Regions from separate parts of the Sus scrofa genome. Here all the other regions are linked to region 1. The links are chromatin contacts, called in public HiChIP or PLAC-seq maps. All regions are on one chromosome and are shown on one strand. The core of a region is the stretch at or near the end of the contact, and the rest is flanking DNA. Distances in the headings are between cores, read along the strand shown.

Region 1 (2,860 bases), core at 210-2,709:
ACATCCCTGCTCTCAAGGACCTTACCATTTTATTTCTTTTCCAATACCTTCTTCATTCAAGGGCACAGTCCTAAATTCTCTTAAATACCCCCCCTTTTTGTCTTTTTAGACTCACACCTGTAGCATATGGAAGTTCTCAGGCTAGGGGTCCAATTGGAGCTGTAGCTGCGAGCCTACACCACAGCCACAGCAACGCAGGAACCGAGCAGCCTCTGTGACCTACATCACAGCTCAGGCAATGCCGAATCCTTAACCCACTGAGCAAGGCCAGGGATCGAACAGGGGTCCTCATAAATACTAGTCAGGTTCGTTAACCACTGAGCCACGACAGGAACTCCAAATTCTCTTAAATACTCTTAGGATTTCCATACAAGAATATCAAATTTAAATAATAAAAATCAGTATCTAAGAAAGAGCATGGAATTTGAAGCCAGGAAGCCTGGGTTAAATTCCCAACTTTGCCATTGATTAGTCCCTGGGCAAAGCCCTTCAGCTGACTCTCACTTTCACGACCTGTATAATGAGTTAAGCTGCACACCCAGCACAGTCTGGCACTTAGCAAATGAGTTTCTTTCCTTCTTTCCTCCTGCCCTCCATGCAATGACTTCATAATTTGTGTCGTCACTGAGCACGTGTTAAAAGGCTACCCGAGTCATACGAAGGACTGGAAAGTGACCAATCTCTTACTTTCAAGGTAATTCTCATTTCAGATCACCGTCACTAAGTCTCCGATTTCAGGCCCCAAACTACTCTGATGCCAATAAATCAGGTTATAAATCGGAAATGACAGCAACTCACGTTAGGGCTTGGCAGTATCTCTAAAATGCTTCCGACTTTTGATTCAGTTGGGCCGGAATGTGGCCTCCTGACCAGGCTGCACGCCCGGTGCGAGAGATGTGACACCAGGGAGGAGAATTTCCAGCCACTGGCTCAAGGTTGTGTCCCACATACCGTCTTAACTCGCAGTGCTCCGCAATTCTCCTGCCACCTGCCAATCTGACCCCCACTCCCTCGGGACTGCAACCCCAACCCTCCCGCTTCGGGCGGCGGCCCAGGCTCCTCGGGCTCGCGTCCCCCGCCGCCCGAGTGACCTCCCGCCCGGGCTTGGGCAGCTCGCCCTGACCTGAGGGGCTAGAATAGGCCGGACGGCCTGACCTCTCTTGGGGTTTCCCCTCCACCCTCCGGGTCAGCGGAGCCTTTGGCCGGCTGCTTGGCTACCGGAGACGAGGAACCCCTTACCTATCTTCACGACCGCATCCGCCAAGCACCGGTCCCACTTCCTGCCGAGCTCTGAATCCGACATGTTCCCCACCCGCAGCTCCAGCTTTCCGGACGGTCGGGCCCCGCGCTCAGACCCAAGGCAAATCTCGCGAGAGCCGGCCGCCGTTTCCAGGCCCGGAAGGCGGATGCCGGCGGGCCAGATATCGCGAGATGCTCTGACTGCTTCCGTACTTTCCGGCTTTTTTTTCAGTTGGTAGTCAAGGTGACGGGTTGCTGGGAGGCCTGAGGTGACCCTGACCTTGGAGCCGCGCCTACCTAAGGGTTGCGAAGCAGGTTGCCTAGGCGACATCCAGACCCTTGTCTGGAAGGCCCTTCCAACACACCAGCTCCCATTGTTGGCCTTGGACGTTCCCAGGGCAAGTGAGGGCACAGCGTTGGATTCATTCATTTACTTACTCATCTTGACTTTTTCTACGCCGTCATTTACTCACTTATTGCAGTGGAACTCCCGCCTTCCCCACTAACACAGGTATTGCTCTGGCAAATGTCATCTATTGCCAAATCACATGGACGCGTTTTGACCTCTGTACAGCCTTGGACACAGCTGTTCTTGCGTGCTTCATCCTGGCTTGTCTTCGACTTCTCTTTATTCTTTTGACCCCCCAGAATACCAGTCTTTGCTAATTCTCCTCTGACTTCTCGCCTTTTTAGAGGTCCTTCCAGGGCTGCTTTTTCTCTGCCAGCTGATGAGTGTGTCAGTTCTCTGGGTTCCATCAATCCTCTATAATTACTCTCCCTGAGTAACTGCAAACATTGTCAAATTCTATTTCCAGATCACGCATCTACCTAAATCTTCCTATTCATAATGCAGCCTGTTTGCTAGTATCTTTGACTGTAGTTTTCTCTTCCCGTTTGCATTCTCCCGCATATCAACAAATGCAAATTTGACCATATTACGCCTCTGATTTGAAGCTGTCAGTGACTCCCATTCATCTACTGGTTATATCCAAGCTTCAGTGAGTTCATTCTAGGAAGCCTGTAATAATAGAACATAGAGCCTCTCCTTCATCCACTAATAGAGCTGGGAGCTCACCTCCATCTTCTTACTGTCAGAGGTGCTCAACTACCCCATAGGATTTTCTATGTTGTATTGAGACATCTTTTTATGGATATTTGTATCTGCCTGTAAAACGAGGAGGTCACTAAAGGCCTGAGCTGCCCCTTCTTCATCTGCACATACCCAGTTCAGAGCACAGTGCCTTGGACAGTAGGATCTTCTGTGAAATATTTGTTAAACTGAATTGAATTCATTTACTTACTCATTTATTCCTGACATCTTAAACAGCAGAGCTGCTATACTAATCCTTGCTGTGTTAGAGCCTCTTCTTTCAGGAAGACTTTGTCCCTTACCCCACCCCCCTTCATCCAACTCCTAGCTGAGCTATAAATCAGATTGTATTGCAGTTGTTTGTGTGTCTCTTGGATGTGACTGTGATCTCCTTGAGAATGGAGGCTATGTCATTTCTATATCCCTGATGACTAGCATAGAGCCTAGTATATATTGGACTCTCAATTCAATAACAGCTTTTTTTTTTTTTTTTTTTTTTTTGGCTACGCCCACAGCATAAGGAAATTCCCA
Region 2 (2,860 bases), core at 117-2,616, 250 kb after region 1:
CTTGAGTAGCCATCTTTACCTACCAGGTAAGTCCAAATTCCTTGAGACTGAGCCCAAGGGTACTCCCAGAACTGCCCTCCCCACCTCGTCTCCTGCCTCCTCCCTCCAGATCTTCAGACAGTCATTCCCAGACCTCCAGACTTCTGTTCCAGCTGCCTCTTCCCCCAGGCATGTCCTCTCCCCCTGGAGGGCATGGTAAAAAGATATTAAGACCCATTTCTAAATTGCCCTCTTGGACGGGGCCTTACAGGAGCTGTCACCTTACAGCTCCTGTCACCTCTTCCCCTACCCTCGTTCCCACACCTGAAGAATGATCTTCACATTCCTCAGCCACCGCTGCTCACTCCTCTCCGTTCCATAAGCTTCTTCTTAGGGCCTAGACTCATCAGCTAGGCAGGAAAGGCTCAGAAACAGAGAGGGAGAGAGGGAGGGAGGGAGACAAGAAGGACCACTGTGAGCATGGATGGCCTAGGGTTAAGAAGAAAGCACTCTGGAACTGGCCTGCCGGATGCCTACTCCTAGAACTCCTGAGCTGGTGACTGAGCCACAGACTCTCAATCCGTAAAAAGGGGGCAATGAGGCAGGTTAACCGCAGAGTTTAGATAATCCAGGCCGAGCGATGAGAAGGGTGCCTGAGCACAGGTCAAGCACTCAGTGGGATAACCTGGGATGGCTTTTATTCTGTTCTGGCCGGAGCTCTTCCTCCCCCTCCCCCCCGCCCCCTGGCAAACCGCAGGCTTCAATAAACACTGAATAGATAAGAATGCACCCGTCCGCACACTTCCAAACGGTGGACTCGCCACGCACACGTTTGGAGACCTATCCTAGGCGTGGAGTGGGAGGGGACAATCGTCCCGGTTTGGAGCTACCACCCACTCCAGCCCTCCAGGTGCTCGGTCACAACACCCTCCTAGTGACTCAGCCCAGCACGGGCCACCTGTTTGGCGGGGATAATGACAGGGCAGCCGCTGTGGTCAGCGCTCATTTGCCGCGAGGCCCCCTCCTCCGGCATGCCCTGGGGAAAACAAAGCCATCAGGAGCGAAGGGGCCCGTCGGCCGGGATTAGGAAGTGAAAAGGGAACCCATACCCCACCCCTGGCCAGGTCGGTCCCAGAGGTTATGCTGGTCGCCCCTGAGAGGGGGACCTGGGCCGCCCAGGGCCTCCCAATCTCGCCCAGAGCCTCGCTCCAGAATCTTGCGCCCCAAAGGGGGAACGGGGACCCCAGAACCGTCCAGGGGCCGGAAGAGGGTGTTAGAAAGATGTGGCAGGGAAGGCCCGGAGTTCTGACCCACGGCCCCAGCCTCAAATTCGGCTTACCGCGTCTAGATCCTCCCCGCCGCCCGGCTCCTGGGTTCTGCCTCTCCTGCCTGGGTCGGCTGACCAGAAGCGCCGCCCCGCGCCGGCCCCCGCCTCCCTCCTCCCGCCTCCCCGCCTGGGAGCTGAGCGGCTCCGCCTCTGGAGCCGCGCACTTTGTGGACGGTCCCTGGAGGAGTGGCGCGCTAGCCGAGCGTGCGTGGGGGGGCGCAGCGGCGCTTGTCCTTGCTCCCTTAAGGCTCCCGGGGCTCCTCCCCCGCCGTGGGTAGGCGGGGCTCGAGGCACCCCAGCGCGCAGGCGCCGATCTCATGCTGAACGCCGTGTCTCGAGCCGTGGCTCGTGCTGCCGTCCGCAGCTCGCGTCGCCCCAGACAATCCGAGGCTCGCCCCGCCGCTAGCGCAGCCGTCATGTCCCGGCCCCTGCGGGCCACCTCGGGCTCCCCAGCCCGACCCGCCACAGTTCTGGGCACCATGGAGATGGGGCGCCGCATGGACGCGCCCGCCAGCGCCGCGGCCGTGCGTGCCTTCCTGCAGCGCGGCTACACTGAGCTGGACACTGCCTTCATGTACAGCGACGGCCAGTCCGAGAGCATCCTGGGCGGCCTGGGGCTCGGGCTGGGCGGCGGCGACTGCAGAGGTAACTCCTGGCGCCTGCGCCCCCACCCCTGGTCCTCCCCACTGAACCCTGCAATTCAGACCCTGCAACAGCAGGACGCTAACCCAACCCCAGTAAGCTCACGGGCCGTGGTCAGGACCGGCAGTTTTCGTCCCCGCTTCCGGGGCGCCGACCTCCCTTGGCCACCCAACAGCTCTGTGACACCCCCCCCCACCCACCGCTCCGCAAGCCCCCTGCACATCCAGGCTTGGATAGCTGAGCAGCGCTTTGTCCTGACCACCTTCCCCTTCTCTTCACCTTCCCCTGGAGGCTGCACCTCTGTAACCCCCAGGTGTGTTACCCTCAACCTGATCAAGTTCTTCGCTTCCTACCCGCGCTGCTTTCTTTGTGCACCTTTCTGCCGCCCTCGTCTCCAGAACTATTCCATACTCACCTCCAGCCCTGCCAGGTGCCTATAACCTGTGTCTAAGCGCTCTTCTTAGCCTCTCCTGCCCTTCTTTCCCCGCCTAGGCGCTCCCCGAGCAACTTTTCTTCTCCCAGTCTTTGATCTGTTCCTAGACTTTGCTCGGTTCAGTTGACAGTTCTCCTTGGCCCTCTCAGGGAGAGCTGCAGTCCTGCCCTAGGCTGGATTGGGGGAGCAGGGATGTCGGGGTAAAACGTAGGGAGTGGGGAGGGAGTGGGTAACCACTCCTATAGCCCTGTGCCAGGCTTCTTAGGGGCCTGCAGGAGGGAATGTGACTAAGCCACCCTCAAGGAGCTCAGAGGATAGTAGGGAACATTGAAGCAAATGATTGTCGGGGAGCCCAGAAGAGGAAGCAATTTTAGGGGGAAGAGGGTGGATGGGGACAGGAAGAGGCACTTGGGAAGACTCAGAGGATGCTGGAGCTGGGCTTAAAGGACCAACAGTAGTTTGCAGAGATGAGAGAAAAG
Region 3 (2,860 bases), core at 262-2,761, 160 kb after region 1:
TGGGGGAGTTTATCCATCCACCAGCGGTCCGATGACAGCGTAGAACTAAAGTGTGGTGTATGCTTGGCAGGTAGAGGCCGAGGCAGCCCAGTTTATCAAGCCACATTGGTTTTCTTTTTTCTTCCCACCATCAGAGCTCTTGCTGCCTTGCGACTATGACGCATGCTCTGATTGGCGGGGAATGATCTGCCTTTGCGGATGGCCAGGACATCATTTTATTACATATTAATCCCATTGTACTGGAGTGAAGCCAGCTGAAATCCGTTGTTAAGCTGTTTCAGAAATACCTGCAGGTCCATGTGGGCCAAGAATCATGTGATGTTAAGATGCTCCCTTGGCTTCTAAACATTGACCTTCTATGGCTTTACTCTACACACTGGCAGCAAGAGCTGAAACGTCTCAGCTGAGGTGTATTTTGAGCCCTGAGCTGAGGAAGGAGTTTGTTTCTGCAGATTGGCACCCAGCAGGCCATCCGTCCTTTGCCTTTTTAAGAACAAACCAAAAATAGCCCTAAATCCGTTTAACCAGGCCGAAAAAACTTCACTTGCAAACATCGATCACTTCATCTTTAAATTTCTTCTCCTTCCTTTGCTTAGAGTCACCCTGAGGTCAGACTCGGTGGGTGTCCCCAACTTTACTCAAGCGAGGGGGAGGCTTCAGAGCTGGGAGCACACCAGGCTGTGGCACCCGGCCTGTGAGTTAGCGGTGGAAGACCCATCCCGAGGCCCTCTGACCAGGGAGTTGAGAACCTGATCGGTTTTCATTTCAGCATATTTCTTTTTAGCAGCCAGCGTTGCCCTCCAGAAATAGAAAGGGCCAGCCTCAGCAGTACCTATACTTTGAACAGCTGGCAGAAATTGTCCACCTGTAGGTAGTGCGAGGTCTGCAGGGAGGTTGCCGCGGACCGATGAGAAGGCTGGAGAGCACAGGCTCCTTGGCTGGGGCCCTGAACCAGCGCGTGGAGACCTCCGGCTTGCGAGGCCAAGGCCTTGCTCTCCGTGACGTGGCTGGTGGAGCCAAGCTCACACGCCTTCGTGGTTGAGATAAAGGCTAATGTTTTGACAGTCATTTCTGCTAAGCATCGGGAGTTTTCAGTCTCCGATAGTTGCACCCCTGAAATCTGGCAGTGCTTTCCCTGGGGATAGCTGTGTGGAGTAAAGCATCACACTCACGCCTGTCCCCAGGGGATGAGGTGTGCTGGCCCTGGAACCCAGACGTCGCCACTGTCCTTGGGGACCTTATCGCCAGAAACGATCTGCTTCGTCTGTGTTCAGGAGGGACCATGCCTTGTTTTCCCTTTATCATCACCATTTAAAACCGTCTCGGACCAGCATGTTTTCCTCCTTTATTTCAGAGACAATTTTACAGTGTCTTCTTTCTAAAGAGACGTTAGCCTGAGGAGGTGAAAAGCTGGTGGATTCCGTCAGCATTTACTGAGCACCTCCAGCGCTCAGCCCGGGAGGAGGCAGCCTTGGCTCCTGCGGGAAGCAAATGCAGGGACCCTGCAGCTTGGTCCGTGTCCAGAGTGACCGGGCTGGATTCTCTCAGCCCTTTGGTCTAGACCATCATCAGCTCTGAGGACAACTGTCGAGACTGGCAAACCTGAGTTACTCTTCCTCTGAGTGTTTACCCTTGCTGTGTGCCAGACACCGTCCTGGGGGCCATGCCGGGGTGCACAGCGGAGGCCTCACTCCACAGAGCTGGGGCTCAGTGGGGAGCTCAGGCAAGGAAGACGAAGGCTCGGCCGTGCCAGCTCTGCACACTGTTGTTCTCTTCCAGATCACAGCAGGCCTGGTTATTTGTCTTTACTTTTGAGTCGAAGTGGCGGTTTAGCTGTCTCCTGCCTCCTTGCTGGCCGCCCTTCACCCGGCCTCTTAGTGTTTCTCAGATTCTTTTCCCAAAGTATTCCTGAGGAGAGCAAATACGTATCTTTGGAGTTTTGAGAGCAAAGCGAAAAGTGCCTGCCTCTAGTGGAAATTTTATGTTTTGTCTTTGCAGAATGTTGCCTTGCACTTCACAGCGTGCCCACATGCAAGATGTTTTAACATAAAAACCATGCTTTCTGCACCTTCAGCCTTAAGTCAAGCTGCTGCCCCGGGAAGGAGCCCCCCCCCCCCGCCCCGCTGGTGCTCTGGGTCCTTGTCTGGAGATGCTCAGCTGGGTTTGGGATGGGGCCTCCTCACAGCATCTAGTTTCCCTGCTGACAGCCCTCTGGAGCTGAGGGCAGGGGGCTCTGTTGCCCCGCCTGGCGCGGGGGTGCCTGTGCTGGACCCCATTGGTTCGCTGGGACCTGGGCCAGTTCCCTGTGGGTTTCTGTTAGAGGTGGGGACCCTCGGCCTCCACTCTTGGGTTGGTTTTGGGGCCCTAGGCCGAAGGGTGTCTTGAGCCGGCCTAGAGGAATGGATGGAATAATCGGTAATTATGCAGGGATCCCTGCACGGTCTGTCGTACTGATGTTTCTGAGCTTATCCCGAGCTTTCCTATAGGAGACGGTGCTGCAGTTCCCGTTTTACAAGGGGAAAAAGCATTTCAGCCAAGGGCCTCCGGCAGGATTTTAATGAACTCCATTCCTTGGAAAGTTGTGGTGAGCCTTTTCATGCAGGCGTTTTGCTCTTTGAATGGACTGCAGCTGCAGTGGCTAGAGCCAGGCGGAGTGAGACAGTGGACCCGGGACTCGAGGTGCTGGCGGCCCTCTGTTCCCCACCCAGGGCTCCTCTCCAGAGGGAGGTGGCCTTTTGCGACCCCAGCGTGTTGTTGAAGCGAGGACTCCGCCACCTAATGGTGATTTATGTCAAGGTGGCAGCTGGGCAGCTCTTCTAAATTAGAAATGACATGATTGCTTAGAAAGAGGAAATGGGGC

The links. HiChIP or PLAC-seq counts read pairs in DNA pulled down with a chosen protein or histone mark.
Region 2: an H3K27ac HiChIP or PLAC-seq map of alveolar macrophages shows a contact between it and region 1. The contact joins the promoter of PQLC2 here to the promoter of MINOS1 in region 1. A contact is called at or near these places in 2 of 5 promoter capture datasets (fetal liver and skeletal muscle) and 2 of 2 datasets of contacts at active chromatin or transcription factors (alveolar macrophages and skeletal muscle).
Region 3: an H3K27ac HiChIP or PLAC-seq map of skeletal muscle shows a contact between it and region 1. The contact joins the enhancer-like site here to the promoter of MINOS1 in region 1. A contact is called at or near these places in 1 of 5 promoter capture datasets (liver), 3 of 47 Hi-C or Micro-C datasets (alveolar macrophages, fetal skeletal muscle and liver) and 2 of 2 datasets of contacts at active chromatin or transcription factors (alveolar macrophages and skeletal muscle).

What each region holds. Positions count from the first base shown.
Region 1 is chr6:78,010,085-78,012,944 of Sscrofa11.1, reverse strand. MINOS1 (MICOS complex subunit MIC10) reads right to left here and starts at 1,459. Exons shown (of 4, transcript XM_005656034.2): 1 at 1,240-1,459. The coding sequence starts at 1,303.
Region 2 is chr6:77,760,367-77,763,226 of Sscrofa11.1, reverse strand. It overlaps PQLC2 (PQ loop repeat containing 2), which reads right to left and starts at 1,366. Exons shown (of 9, transcript NM_001243851.1): 1 at 1,319-1,366. AKR7A2 (aldo-keto reductase family 7 member A2) reads left to right here and starts at 1,618. Exons shown (of 7, transcript NM_001243822.1): 1 at 1,618-1,951. The coding sequence starts at 1,624.
Region 3 is chr6:77,846,167-77,849,026 of Sscrofa11.1, reverse strand. The region is part of intron 2 of CAPZB (capping actin protein of muscle Z-line beta subunit); the gene reads left to right. Among named protein-coding and RNA genes, the nearest start is that of CAPZB, 65 kb to the left of the region's middle. Within about 2 kb of position 1,511, at least 7 of the 83 cell types and tissues checked have an H3K27ac peak or open chromatin away from gene starts, as enhancers often do. A contact at or near this core is called in skeletal muscle, where this site is marked.